Linked DNA regions of Mus musculus: regions 1 and 2 are each linked to region 3. Evidence: chromatin contacts called from public Hi-C and HiChIP or PLAC-seq data. All regions are on one chromosome and are shown on one strand. Each heading gives the region's core, a stretch centred on a gene start, on an enhancer-like site or on the middle of the called end of the contact. The rest is flanking DNA. Distances are from core to core; before and after follow the strand shown.

What was found. A called contact is a pair of places that touch in the nucleus more often than the background predicts. HiChIP or PLAC-seq counts read pairs in DNA pulled down with a chosen protein or histone mark.
Region 1: a contact with region 3 is called in an H3K4me3 HiChIP or PLAC-seq map of bone marrow-derived macrophages, with 2.6 times the contacts expected there. The contact joins the enhancer-like site here to the promoter of Dgkh in region 3. A contact is called at or near these places in 1 of 15 datasets of contacts at CTCF or cohesin (pro-B cells), 3 of 484 Hi-C or Micro-C datasets (bone marrow-derived macrophages and nephron progenitors), 4 of 115 datasets of contacts at active chromatin or transcription factors (bone marrow-derived dendritic cells, bone marrow-derived macrophages and embryonic stem cells) and 2 of 9 other capture datasets (adipose tissue and liver).
Region 2: a Hi-C map of bone marrow shows a contact between it and region 3, with 2.2 times the contacts expected there. The contact joins the enhancer-like site here to the promoter of Dgkh in region 3. A contact is called at or near these places in 15 of 484 Hi-C or Micro-C datasets (CD4 T cells, CD8 T cells, Th1 cells and 11 more), 11 of 115 datasets of contacts at active chromatin or transcription factors (bone marrow-derived macrophages, craniofacial prominence, effector CD8 T cells and 5 more) and 3 of 9 other capture datasets (adipose tissue, liver and pancreatic islet).

Annotation. Positions count from the first base shown.
Region 1 is chr14:78,789,303-78,793,159 of GRCm38.p6, reverse strand. No RefSeq gene overlaps it. Among named protein-coding and RNA genes, the nearest start is that of Vwa8, 58 kb to the left of the region's middle. Within about 2 kb of position 2,564, at least 13 of the 459 cell types and tissues checked have an H3K27ac peak or open chromatin away from gene starts, as enhancers often do. A contact at or near this core is called in bone marrow-derived macrophages and pro-B cells, where this site is marked.
Region 2 is chr14:78,690,626-78,694,500 of GRCm38.p6, reverse strand. The region is part of intron 2 of Dgkh (diacylglycerol kinase, eta); the gene reads left to right. Among named protein-coding and RNA genes, the nearest start is that of Dgkh, 40 kb to the left of the region's middle. Within about 2 kb of position 1,715, at least 34 of the 459 cell types and tissues checked have an H3K27ac peak or open chromatin away from gene starts, as enhancers often do. A contact at or near this core is called in CD8 T cells, Th1 cells, bone marrow and 4 more, where this site is marked.
Region 3 is chr14:78,730,794-78,734,518 of GRCm38.p6, reverse strand. Dgkh (diacylglycerol kinase, eta) reads left to right here and starts at 1,790. Exons shown (of 30, transcript NM_001081336.2): 1 at 1,790-2,161. The coding sequence starts at 2,102.

The DNA of each region.
Region 1 (3,857 bases), core at 1,315-3,814, 58 kb before region 3:
TACCCAGGACCACAAGCTCAGGGGTATCTCTACCTACAATGGGCTGGGTCCTCCCCCAACTATCAATTAATTTTTAAAATGTCCTATAGGCTTGCCTGCCTCTAGTCTGTTCTTATGGAGACATTTTCTCAATTGAGGGTCCTTCTTCTCAGATGGCTCCAGCTTGCGTCAAGCTGACACAAAACTAGGCAGGACAATCTAAGCACCTATGCCTCTCTAGTCCTCAGATTCACAAGTATATCACAGCATACAGCAAACCCTCATCACAGGACCAGAGCAGAAGCTACAAGGAGGAATCATTTAGCAATTCAGTCTCTACTTTCTAGAAATTCCTCTACGGGTATAAACAATCCGGATTCATAGGTAGAATGGCACACACATCCAGGTAACAGATGGAAGTTGGTGCAAACAGGAACAATGAGATTCAGTGCTTACAGATAGACATCCCGGTAGATGCACAGACTTGGAACTGGAATAAAGGTGCAGAAACCATCTCAAGACTCAAACAGATGTCAGGAAAGTCTGTTGAGAGGTGGCAAGGTAGCAATGAACCTGGCAGGAAATTTAGCTGTAATTTAATTTTGTCTGTATGCCTGCCTGCCTGTCTGTCTGTGTCTGTAGGTAGCTGTGATCACAGAAAAGGTCAGTTTTAGTTCTTTGGAGATTAGAGCATTGATGAGAGAAAGACAAGGATTTCCACATGGAAAATAACAACTCTGACCTAGTTACCAGAAGTAGGCCACAAGGCAGAGGCGGGGTCCTTAATACACACGGTAAATCTAGAGCAATCCAGAAATTCCATGTCGTCCTACAAATCTATCTCGAACAAGCATGCACATGTGCACGCAGCCCGTTAGCTGCAGCACTGTAGGTAACTGATAGACATTGAAACAAATGAGTGGGTGGAGTTGTGATCACATGACTAAAGAAGAGCATATCATAGAGATTGCCAAAGTATCCCATCACTTGGAAGAAACTGAGATACATGCAAACTGAAAGAATTGAGTACACCGGAGCAGAGACAGACAGACAGACAGACATGCACAGGCAAACATGCATACATGCAGAAGGGGGCACATTCGTACCCTTGTGGTACCCATATATTAGGTAGTGTCCATTTAGGCAAACAGGAACAATCTGGAGAGATGGCTCAGAGGTTAAGAGCACTTCCGGCTTTTGCAGGTGGCCCAGGTTCAGTTCCCAGCACCTCACAATGATTTGCAACTCCAGTTCCAGCCACAACCATTTGTAACTCCAGGTCCACTGGATGTGATGCCCTAATCTGGCCTCCTTAAGCACCAGGCATGCAGACAGTGCACAGGCGTTTGTGTAAGCAAAATGCTCATTTGCATATATATATCTTTTAAATTTTAAAGAGAAACCATTCTAAGGATTTCAAATAAATAGAGCACAGTTGTTGATTAAAAATTGGTACAGACCCTAAAGGAGAAGGTGTCTTTACCCAAAAGGAATCAACTTTAGGAAATCAATAACATGTATGAAATCAAAAGAAAATGATGCTCAAGAGAGCTGGACGGAGGAGCTCTCTTAGGTGACCAACCTCTTACGGTGGTTCCTTCTGAGTTCTCATTGGGTTGACAGATGGTTCTAAAATATCAGCTTATGGCTATCATAGTGAATATTTTATAGGACTAACAACTTGTTTCAGGAGAGGGGTTCTTTGTTAATCCCTTAGTATAATGAGCTGCTTGTAGATGCTTTATTATTTTGTAAACCCTGGATAAGATGGACTTTGCAACCATAATATTTTCAGAAATACTCCAAGAATAACTTCATTTTGAACTATTTGGGAAAGTTTGTTTAGAACTGAATAATGAAGGATTGGGTAGTGTGTTTTAATAGAAACATGCATTGAACTTTATCAGGAGCCAGCAGCGTTGGTTTACTTACAACAGTGTGAGGGGTTTGCTGCCAGCATTTCTTGGTCACCATTCAGATTGTCCAGGCCTCACCTGCTTCATAGTCCGGCTCCTTCCATGGCAACTCTGTGTGTGCAGGCTACAGTTTCCTGCAAACATGATCTGGTAGCATCTGTCCTTGGAACAAGGCAGTCTCAGGCTCATTTGTTGACCTGGAGGCAGAGTGTAGTAGAAGCACTCTGGCAGACAAACCACCTGTGGGGACAGGGCAGAATTCTTAAGGGAGGAGAACTGTGCCTAATGCTTCCCCCATGGGGCTGGGGTGGGACTGGAGGGACAGCCCTGGTTTCACAAGGCAGTTCAGCATCCTGAGAGAGGATGCAATGTGCTTGTATCCCTGTCCTGCTTCACTCTCCTCTCTCATACCTCTCTGAGCCACTCTCCCTTGTACTTAAGTGTGTACTTCGGGAACTGCATTGTGGAGAACACAAGCCAGGACTAAGCACTATAGAATACTGCAGCTCTAATGAAGGTACAGCTCAGAGGAAAAATAGATTGAACAGAGCTCCAGTTGTGTCCATTTCCATAACATTTAGCAAAATGGGCAGAACTCCACTCACTGGGGAAACAGCGGGAGAAGACAGGCATGGGTCTTCCCCTGAATCTCTCATCTGCTCTACTTCTGTTTTTTCTGCTTCTCTTTTGCCTCTGCTGTGCTTCCTCTTCTGTAGATGACATGGAAACCAAGTGCTGGGGCTGCTAAGGGGGCTCTCCCACCTTACATTTCCTGTGCAAACACATCCATTAAGGATAACTCCTGCTTTCTCTGCAGCCAGGATCCTTGGGTCCTCCACAAAGGAAGATGTATGAGTTTACACAAAGAGGCTGAATCTAAATGGCTCTACTTCATGCTTCCTCTCTTCACTTTAGGATCCTTCTACCTGTAGGAAACAGATTTCCAGCCCTCTAGGCAGGAACGTTCAGAGTCAGAGTCTGACTAGGGAAAGCTAACACTTTGTAACTGAGCCAAGACTGGCTTGGGTAATTCCCTTTCTGTCCAGGGTGCAATACAATCTAGCCAATGTATCATGTTGCACACAGGCTCTGATCAGTGATAAATATGACATCACCACCTTCTATCATTTGTACCCTGCATCTGTTTCCCAATTTGCTCTAAGCCTGCACGTATACTTTATATTGTGTAAGTTTGATCTTCTATGTACCCAATTTCCACATCGTGAATTCAGCCAGCTCTTAGTAAAAACATATTTTAAAGTGATTACTTCTATACTGAATATGTCTAGTCTTTTATACTTACTATTCTTTCCTTAAAAACATATAATGATGATGATGATGATGATAATAATAAAAATAACGATTCACAGTATTTACGTAGTATTACATATTGTTGGGAGCCGCCCCCACATTCGCCGTTACAAGATGGCGCTGACATCCTGTGTTCTAAGTGGTAAACAAATAATCTGCGCATGTGCCAAGGGTATCTTATGACTACTTGTGCTCTGCCTTCCCCGTGACGTCAACTCGGCCGATGGGCTGCAGCCAATCAGGGAGTGACACGTCCGAGGCGAAGGAGAATGCTCCTTAAGAGGGACGGGGTTTCGTTTTTTCTCTCTCTTGCTTCTTGCTCTCTTTTCCTGAAGATGTAAGAATAAAGCTTTGCCGCAGAAGATTCTGGTCTGTGGTGTTCTTCCTGGCCGGTCGTGAGAACGCGTCGAATAACAATTGGTGCCGAATTCCGGGACGAGAAAATCCGGGACGAGAAAAAACTCCGGACTGGCGCAGGAGGGATACTTCATTCCAGAACCAGAACTGCGAATCAAGGTTATAAGGTTCCCGTAACACAGACTGTTGAGAAGGATTCAACTGCCGAATTCAGAACTCATCAGCTGGGGAACGACGGTGATAAAGGTTCCCGTAAAGCAGACTGTTGAGAAGGATTCAACTGCCGAATTCAGA
Region 2 (3,875 bases), core at 466-2,965, 40 kb after region 3:
CACACGCACACACGCACACACACACACACGCACGCACATGAGTACGTGAATAACATGGCTGATTATAATATTTTTGATTCCTCTTTCTCTTTCTTCATTTGAAAACCTGTTCATGTATGTGTGTGCATGTGACATGTATCCTGTGGACCTGTGCCATGACACCTGTGCGGAGGTCAGAGGACAGCTTGGAGAATTCCGTTCTGTTTCCCCTTGTATGGTCTAGGGATCTCAGGCTGGTTGGCAGGTGTCCACTGAGCCATGTCTTCTAGTCTCCTCATTCTCCGTTCCATTTTTTTTTCTCTCTGAGGTTTGCTCTATTGTCTGTTGGATTTTTTCTTTTTTATTGTTGAGAATTGCTGGGTTGGCCTAATTTTCCATATTGTGTTTGGTAATTTAATGTCTGTTTTACCCAAATAGAAAAATTAAGTGCTGCCTCATGCTATACTTCAGGTTCTTCCATCCTTACTGTACCCACTACTTCAGACTTGTTGATATGGTTGGGTCTACAGAACAACTCACGGCTTCGGGTCAGATGGATGGGTTTAGGGGAGGTGTTAAAAGGCCTGGTTTTGGGTTGGCCAGATTCTGTTCTTAGAAAGTGCTGTCTTTCCTATCCTAAAGGCTGGTGAGTGCTTGTGGGGACGGGGCTCTGCCTTCTGGGAGTTCCAGAGACATGACCCCCACCTTCCCCACATCTCCGGCATTTACACTGTGATTTCAGAAACCCACACATGGGCAGTATTTAAATAAAATATGTCAAGTGAGGGTCATGGTTGGCATAATGAAACAGAGAGCGGTTTTCATTTCAGAGAGCGATCTCCAGAAATCTTCCCGTGAGAGCGACATTCTCTACAAGTTACTGAGGGCAAGCACTTCAGGGTGAAGGAGAAGCCGGGTCTGCAGTGTTAGTTAGAGCAGGCTCTTCCCCAGTTAGTTTTTTTATTTGTTCGTCCGAGGAAGCCAGAAGATGGTGTTGGATCTCCTGGAACCAGAGTTACAGACTATTGTGAGCCTTGTGGGTGCTAGGAACTAATCCCAGGTTCGCTACAAAAACTCTAACCACTGAGCCATCTCTCCAGCCCCACCAGCTCTCTTCTCTTGAGAGAGAGTTACTGTGTTTCTGAAGCAGAGGCTTTTTTAAACTTCACAGTAAACTAAACTTGCCTGTGTCTGAGACTGTACATGATTGGCTCCCATTGCTTGTCTTAGAGCAAAATTAATGTCTGCAAAATAATGTTAGCATCCAAAGCGTCAATTGATATTTTGTAAATTTGGGCTAGGGTCTTACTATATAGCCTTTAATCCGAAGCTCTAGTGTATGCCACCACACATGGCTCTTAATAATTTCAAATAATCATTTTTATCTAGGTGGACCACTCTACTTCGTTCAGAGAAGGCAGCCAATATTTGATGCCCATTATTAAGGACAGCAATTCAAGTCTCTATTCTCTCTCTCTACATCTCTCTCTCTACGTCTCTCTCTCTATATATAAATTTATTAAAAGGAAATTTCAGCATAAACCTTGAAGAGGTGCTAAAAGAAAGACTAAGACATACCCAAGTGTGGATATGGGCTTCTCAGGGGAGTGTCACCAAATTCCCAGACTCTTTATCCTTACAGTTTACATTTGCTTTCGCACTAAAGCCTCCACACTGTCCTCATTTGCTTTAAAGCATCCCCAGGGCCCGGCACAGGACTTCCTGAATCTTGTGAGCAAAAGTGTGGGCATGAATAGTCAGCCAGTTCTCGAGCTTTGGGAATATGGAGAGCTAAAATCGTTTATGCCAGGGGCTCTTACTGCTGAAAGCCTTGTTCTATTTCAGTTTTAGGAAATGAGTTCTAGAAATTTCTACCTCAGCTACAGCAACAGTAGTAGTTTCAGGAACATATGTGGTACTTCAGGGCTCCGTACAAACAAAAACTGCTCAGATCATGTGAATTTTAAAGATTAATGAATTCAAAAAAGGATGTTTATTTTAATGATGACATTCAGTAAATATGCTGCCAGTTGTCAGCACTTAGGAACGGTTGAGCAAAATAGAAAACAAAAATAAACAAGCAAATATCAAAATGAAAGAAACAAAACAAACTACTAAGGAGAGAATGAGATCTTGCCTGAAGGAACTTGCAAATTAAATCCAGAGTTGATCTGCCCAGAGTGATCTGCCCTGTTGTGACAGAAGGAAGGTGGTGACACCAGGAAGTGGCAATAAGATGGGAGAGGACAGGGCCACACCTTTCCTTTAGTGCCCTGCAGGCGGGCCACCCTTCCTTTCTGTTTTATTCGTCTGTGATACTCAGATGGAGAAACCACACTGGGTTGTGCAGTAATGCAGGGGTCCAGATTCACAGAGCCACTTCACAGGGCCGTGGGGGAGCCAGGGAACCAGGGAGGGAGGCAGGATGAACTGCTTGCTGGGTGCTTGCTGGGGATGGGAGTTAACCTAGCCTGGCATCACCAGGAGGGCACCTAGCCCTTTCTGTGCTCTGACCTGGGGTTCTGCATATCTTCCAGCACCTACCAGCCGGCTGCCCCTGCAACCCCAGCTTGTCCCACTGCCCACACCCTCTTATTTGCTGCTCTCCTTTCCTTGATTTTTCTTCTTGAACACCTTCTTCAAAGAGCCTGGATTGCTAGAACAGTCTCCAAAGGCTTAAGAGAAATACCGACACAAAACAAGTTCCATCCCTCTTAAAAGAGAGAAAAATACCCTATAGCCAGCTATTTTTCCTCCTTTAGACCCTTTCAAGACAAATAAAAGTGGATCTGATACTACGTCCCCTAAGCCCCCATGAAGGGGCTGCAAAGATGTCTCAGTGGTTAAGAGTACTTAATGTTCTTGCAGAGGACCCAAGTTCAGTTCTCAGCATTCCTGGGGCAGTGCAAACAGTGCAGGTAACTCAGTTCCAGGGCACCCAATGCTCTCCTCTGTGAATTCCTCCTTCAGGAATGTGTATACATAAACGCTCACAGGCTCACACAATACTCAAAATCAATAAGCAGGCAAACCAAAACAACCTTTAAAACCAGTGCCGAGAAGTGTGAGGGAGCCAGGAGGAGTGTTGAGCATCCCAGGAGGAGGAAGTGAATGGATCCAACCAACACAGACTGAAGTGGGGTCATGGCTACAGATGGAGATGGCTCATAAACCTTAATCCCAATGTAGATATGATTCTCAGTAATAAAAGAGCTCCCATTTATCGGTGTCCATGTGAGCACATTCAGTATGTGGCATGAAGGTGTGTGCACACATGTGTTCTTTATGTGTTGACAGATACTTGAGGCATAAAATGGATGTAAGAGACAATTTGTCTGGGCTGTGTTTATTCACAGGTATCTCTTGGATGTTCTTTGCTGGCTGTTCATCCTCTTGTTGTGCAAACATAAATAGTACAGTCTGCTCTTTCTTAGCTCCTGCATCATAGGAAATGATCCCATCTGCTATTCAGTGCTGTGTGTAAAAGTGCTTGTGAGGTTTTAGCTGAGGTGTAAATATTTAAAACAATGAGATTCTTTTTGTGGGGGTTGGGATGGGTGGAGGGAAGTTATTCATAATAGCTTGATTCATCCTAAGAGGTTCACGATTAAAAATTGACACTAAGGGTAATTTACATAAATATAGGCTGTCGTTAACAAAAAAGTGTGTTTTGGGTGTTTAGGGATGCATGTAGTGTCTGTGTGTGTTTGTCTGCTAATGTGTGGGTGCACATGTAGAGCCCAGAGGTTCTTATCTAGAGTCTTTCTCAGTTGCCCTCCACTTTCTTTTAAGACAGAATTTCTTATAGAAACTGGAGCTTGCATAATGGCTATTTTGTCTGAGCAGAGAGTTCTGGGGGTGTGTCTCTCTCTCCCCCTAGTCCCCCACAGCAGGGT
Region 3 (3,725 bases), core at 541-3,040:
GAAAGTGAAGGGAAGGGGAAAGCAACGAGAGAAGGGAGGAACCCAGGCTTTTTTTTTTCTCCTTTGCATGACTAAGTGAATTGTGGTGACATTTACGTAAGACTAGAGAGAAAAGTCAGCTGTCAGGAAAGCACATTGTTTTACACAGGCTGAAAATAAGGCCAGGGGGATAAAGGTAGACATTCCTGGTTAGGAAGTTGGCTGGCTTCTGGGCTGGAGAGATGGCTCAGTGATTAAGAGCACACACTGTCCTTGCCTTGCCGAGGACAGGGCGTTTGGTTTGGAGCACCCACACTGGGTGCCTCCTAACTCCAGCTCCAGGGATACTTACTGGATGCTTCTGGCCTCCATGAGAATTCGCACTCATATGCGCAAACCCACACACAGACACAGACACCTAAGTGAAAAAGAAAAGTCAAAAAAAAAAAAAGTAACAATATGCTTGAAAAAGAGAAGTTCGCTTCCGGTCTGGGATAGCTCAGTCGGCAGGTAGAATGCTCACCTAGATGGAATGAAGGGCTGGTTTTGAGTGAGCCCCAGTGTTCAGCTGTGATCCCAGGGCTGAGGTAAACGCAGCATGGTCAGACTGCTCACTCACCCCACTTAAACCTCATTCAAAGTAAATGAAGGACAGGCTATTTAGGCAGCAGGTTGGAGGCCACTGAACAAAGCATAGTCACTAACAAAGAAGACCCAACAGTCCAAGGGCCCATTTAAAGGAGAGATTCAGGAATGCAAATTTAGTCAGTCAAGTTATAGAAAGTGAGGGCTGGAAACCATCCAGTGGCTTAGCTCTCTCCACAATCCTTAGGTGACCTTTATGAGTGTAGCTTCAGCGGAATATTAGCCTCGGAAATTAGTATGACGTGGGAGCATGCTGGATCAAGTAGTGTTTTGATTTTTCGGTTTCAAAACGTGTGAATTCATCTGTCTACCAGACTAAGGGCCAGAAGATGGTGCTGGCAGGAGTCTGAAGTCCACGAGAGAGGAAATGACCCATGCAAATGCAGTCACTGCTCGGTTTGCAACTAGATGGAAACCATCTTCACTGCCAGTAAAGATGATTTCAGGAAAGATGATTTAAAAAATTGCTTGTTGCAATTTTCATTTTCTTTTTCCCGGAGAGCAGCAGGAGAGACAGTTGACATTTGAGCTCTCTCTCGGAACTGCCCCTGTCCCTAATTTGAGCAGAGCGCTCACAGCGGACCACAGACCGGCTCCTTAGCTGGTTTTCTTTCCACGAAATCTTTCAGCCATAGAAAATGAACAAAAGCAGGGCTCCCCAGACAGCCCAGCCAGACATCTCAGCTGCCGGAATAGGTGCTTGGGAGTGGCTCAGGGGTGCGAAGCGCAGCCTCGCTCTGTTGAAGCCAGGTACTGTCCTGGGCAATTGGCTCCAGGTTTAGCTCCCGAGGCGGCCGTCGGGGGCTACAGGCACCCGTGGCGAGGGATGCCAAGGGGAAAGGGTGCCAGGTTCCGCTCGTCCGGCGCAAGCTACTCATCCCCGACATCCCCCGATTCTTCTGGCGATCCGGGCCCCGCGGCGCGGTTGCCTCTTTTAGCCGCACCACTGCCCGGTGCCCGTGACCACCCGGTGGCTGCTTTCGGTTCCGCGCCTTATATGGCCTGGCAGGGGGGTCACGTGCGTCCCGGGCCGCCCGCCGGGAGGGGCCGCTGGGGGAGGGGCGGACGGCGGGAGAAAAGGGGAGGGAGTCGGAGGCGGAGACAGGAGAGAGAGAGGGGCGGATTCTGCGGCCGTGGGAGGCGGCGGCGGCTTGAGGAGCCGAGCGCTCGCCGCCGCGCCGTGGAGCGGGACTCAGGCGGCTGCGGAGGCGGTGGCGGAGGAAGGGACCGGCGCGGGGGCGGGCGAGCGCGGCGGAAGCCAGAGAACGCGGGAGGGCCCGTGGCTGGCCCCGGGCAGGAGCCAGGGCGGCAGCGACAGCGATCCCAGCGAGGGAGGCGCAGGCAGCGGCGGCGGCAGCGACAGCGATCCCAGCGAGGGAGGCGCAGGCAGCGGCGGCGGCAGCGGCGGCGGCAGCGGCAGCGGCAGCGGGGGCCGGTGTCCGTGCGCCCCGGCGGCCAGCGGGCGCGGGCCGGCGCGATGGAGCCTCAGCACGTGCGCCCCGTGCTTGGAGCCCAGAGCCCGGCCTGGGAGGAACCGGTGGGTACCGCGCCCGCGCCCACCCCTCCCGCTTGTCCTTGCTCCCTGCCTCCCCCTCCCGGCCCATGTTCCGTTCAGGAAGCGGTCCGGGATGAGGTCCCCAGCTGCTTCCCAGCCGGGGCAGCGCTTCCTCCGGCGCCCGGGCTCCTCCTTGCTCGCCGCCCGAAGCGCCTTTGTCCGGTCGGCCTCTGGCGACGGTCCTTAGAGGACCGTTTCCGCGCTTCATCCTTTTCCCAACTTTGCACTTCATTCCCGAGTGTGGCGCGGCGGCCCGGGGAGTGGAGGCGACGGGGTTGCGCGGTCAGCGGGTGGCGCCGGGAGGAGACGGGGCTCACCTCTTGACCGCGCCCTGGCAGTCACCTGGGCACGCAGGTTCCCAAGGACCGCCGCCTGTGGAGGCTGGTGGCTGCCAGAAGCCCAGAGCCACGCCTCCGACTCGAGTGGCCGCGGCTGCCCTGAACAGTTCCGAGGGTCAGGGGACCTGGACCGGGATCCAGCCACCGGCTAACTTCGCTTTCGCCTGGATCTCACAGCACACGCCACGCGTAGATTGAGTCACTTTAGGGGCTCAGAGTGTTGCGTGTGAGAAGAGTCGAGGTCTTTGGATTTATTCCCTAAACTCCTTTAACTTATTTCTTGCACCTCAAACTGAGCCGTCTGTTATCCATCCATCCCTTCAGGGATTCCTCCCAGGAATCCCCGTCCTGCGTAGACCCTTGTAATCTTGAGTGGGCAATGAATTTTGGCTCTGCATACCCTATCTACGTATTTCTTAGTCCTTTTTGATTGACGTTGTGAACCGTCTCAAAAGCCTGGTCCAAAATTTCTGGCTTCATCCTTGCTGCGGTGCTGTTCTGATGATGTTTTCCCAGGGACTTCCTGAGTCTGCTCAGGCGGGCCCTCTGCCTGTTGAGAGCTTGTAGGTCAGGTGCCAGGCTTGCTTCTCCTTTTCTTACCCATAGACTTCCAGCCGGTTTGCCAGGGTACGATTCGCTGCCTCCTGCTTCCTGACCTTTCAGGAGTGTCCTTCGACTTTGATCCATCTGCAACTGCTTTTGCTTTTGTGAGTTTGCACGTTAGGTAGCCCATCTGTTCGTGTTCTATTGCGATCATCATTAGGGAGTAAGCTATTCTTGGTTAAAAATACAATTCATTCAGTCTTGACATTTAAGATCATTGGGAATGAAATCCAGCGACCTGTTTTGAACTTTACTAAATAAAATCCTATCAGCTTCCACCACTTACAGCGGGAAGCTCCAAGTCATGTGTAGTGCTTTTTGGGTGCTGAATGCTAGGACTTCACCGCAGTTAGAAAATTAGAGAACCTCCGGCTTTCTTCTCCAAAGTGCTAAGAAACAGAGTGCTTTCTTATTCTCCTAGAAAATCTTCAGTGCTAGTCTCGCCACATGAACGTTTAAAGCTAAAACCTTCACAGAGAAGCGAGATGGAGCAGGAGCAGTGGCTAAATGTTGAACTCTTCAAAACTTGGCGTATGTAAGTGGCTAAGGCATTTTATTAGTTCAGCAGATATTCTTATCCAACACCTATCGTGTTCTGAGATTGT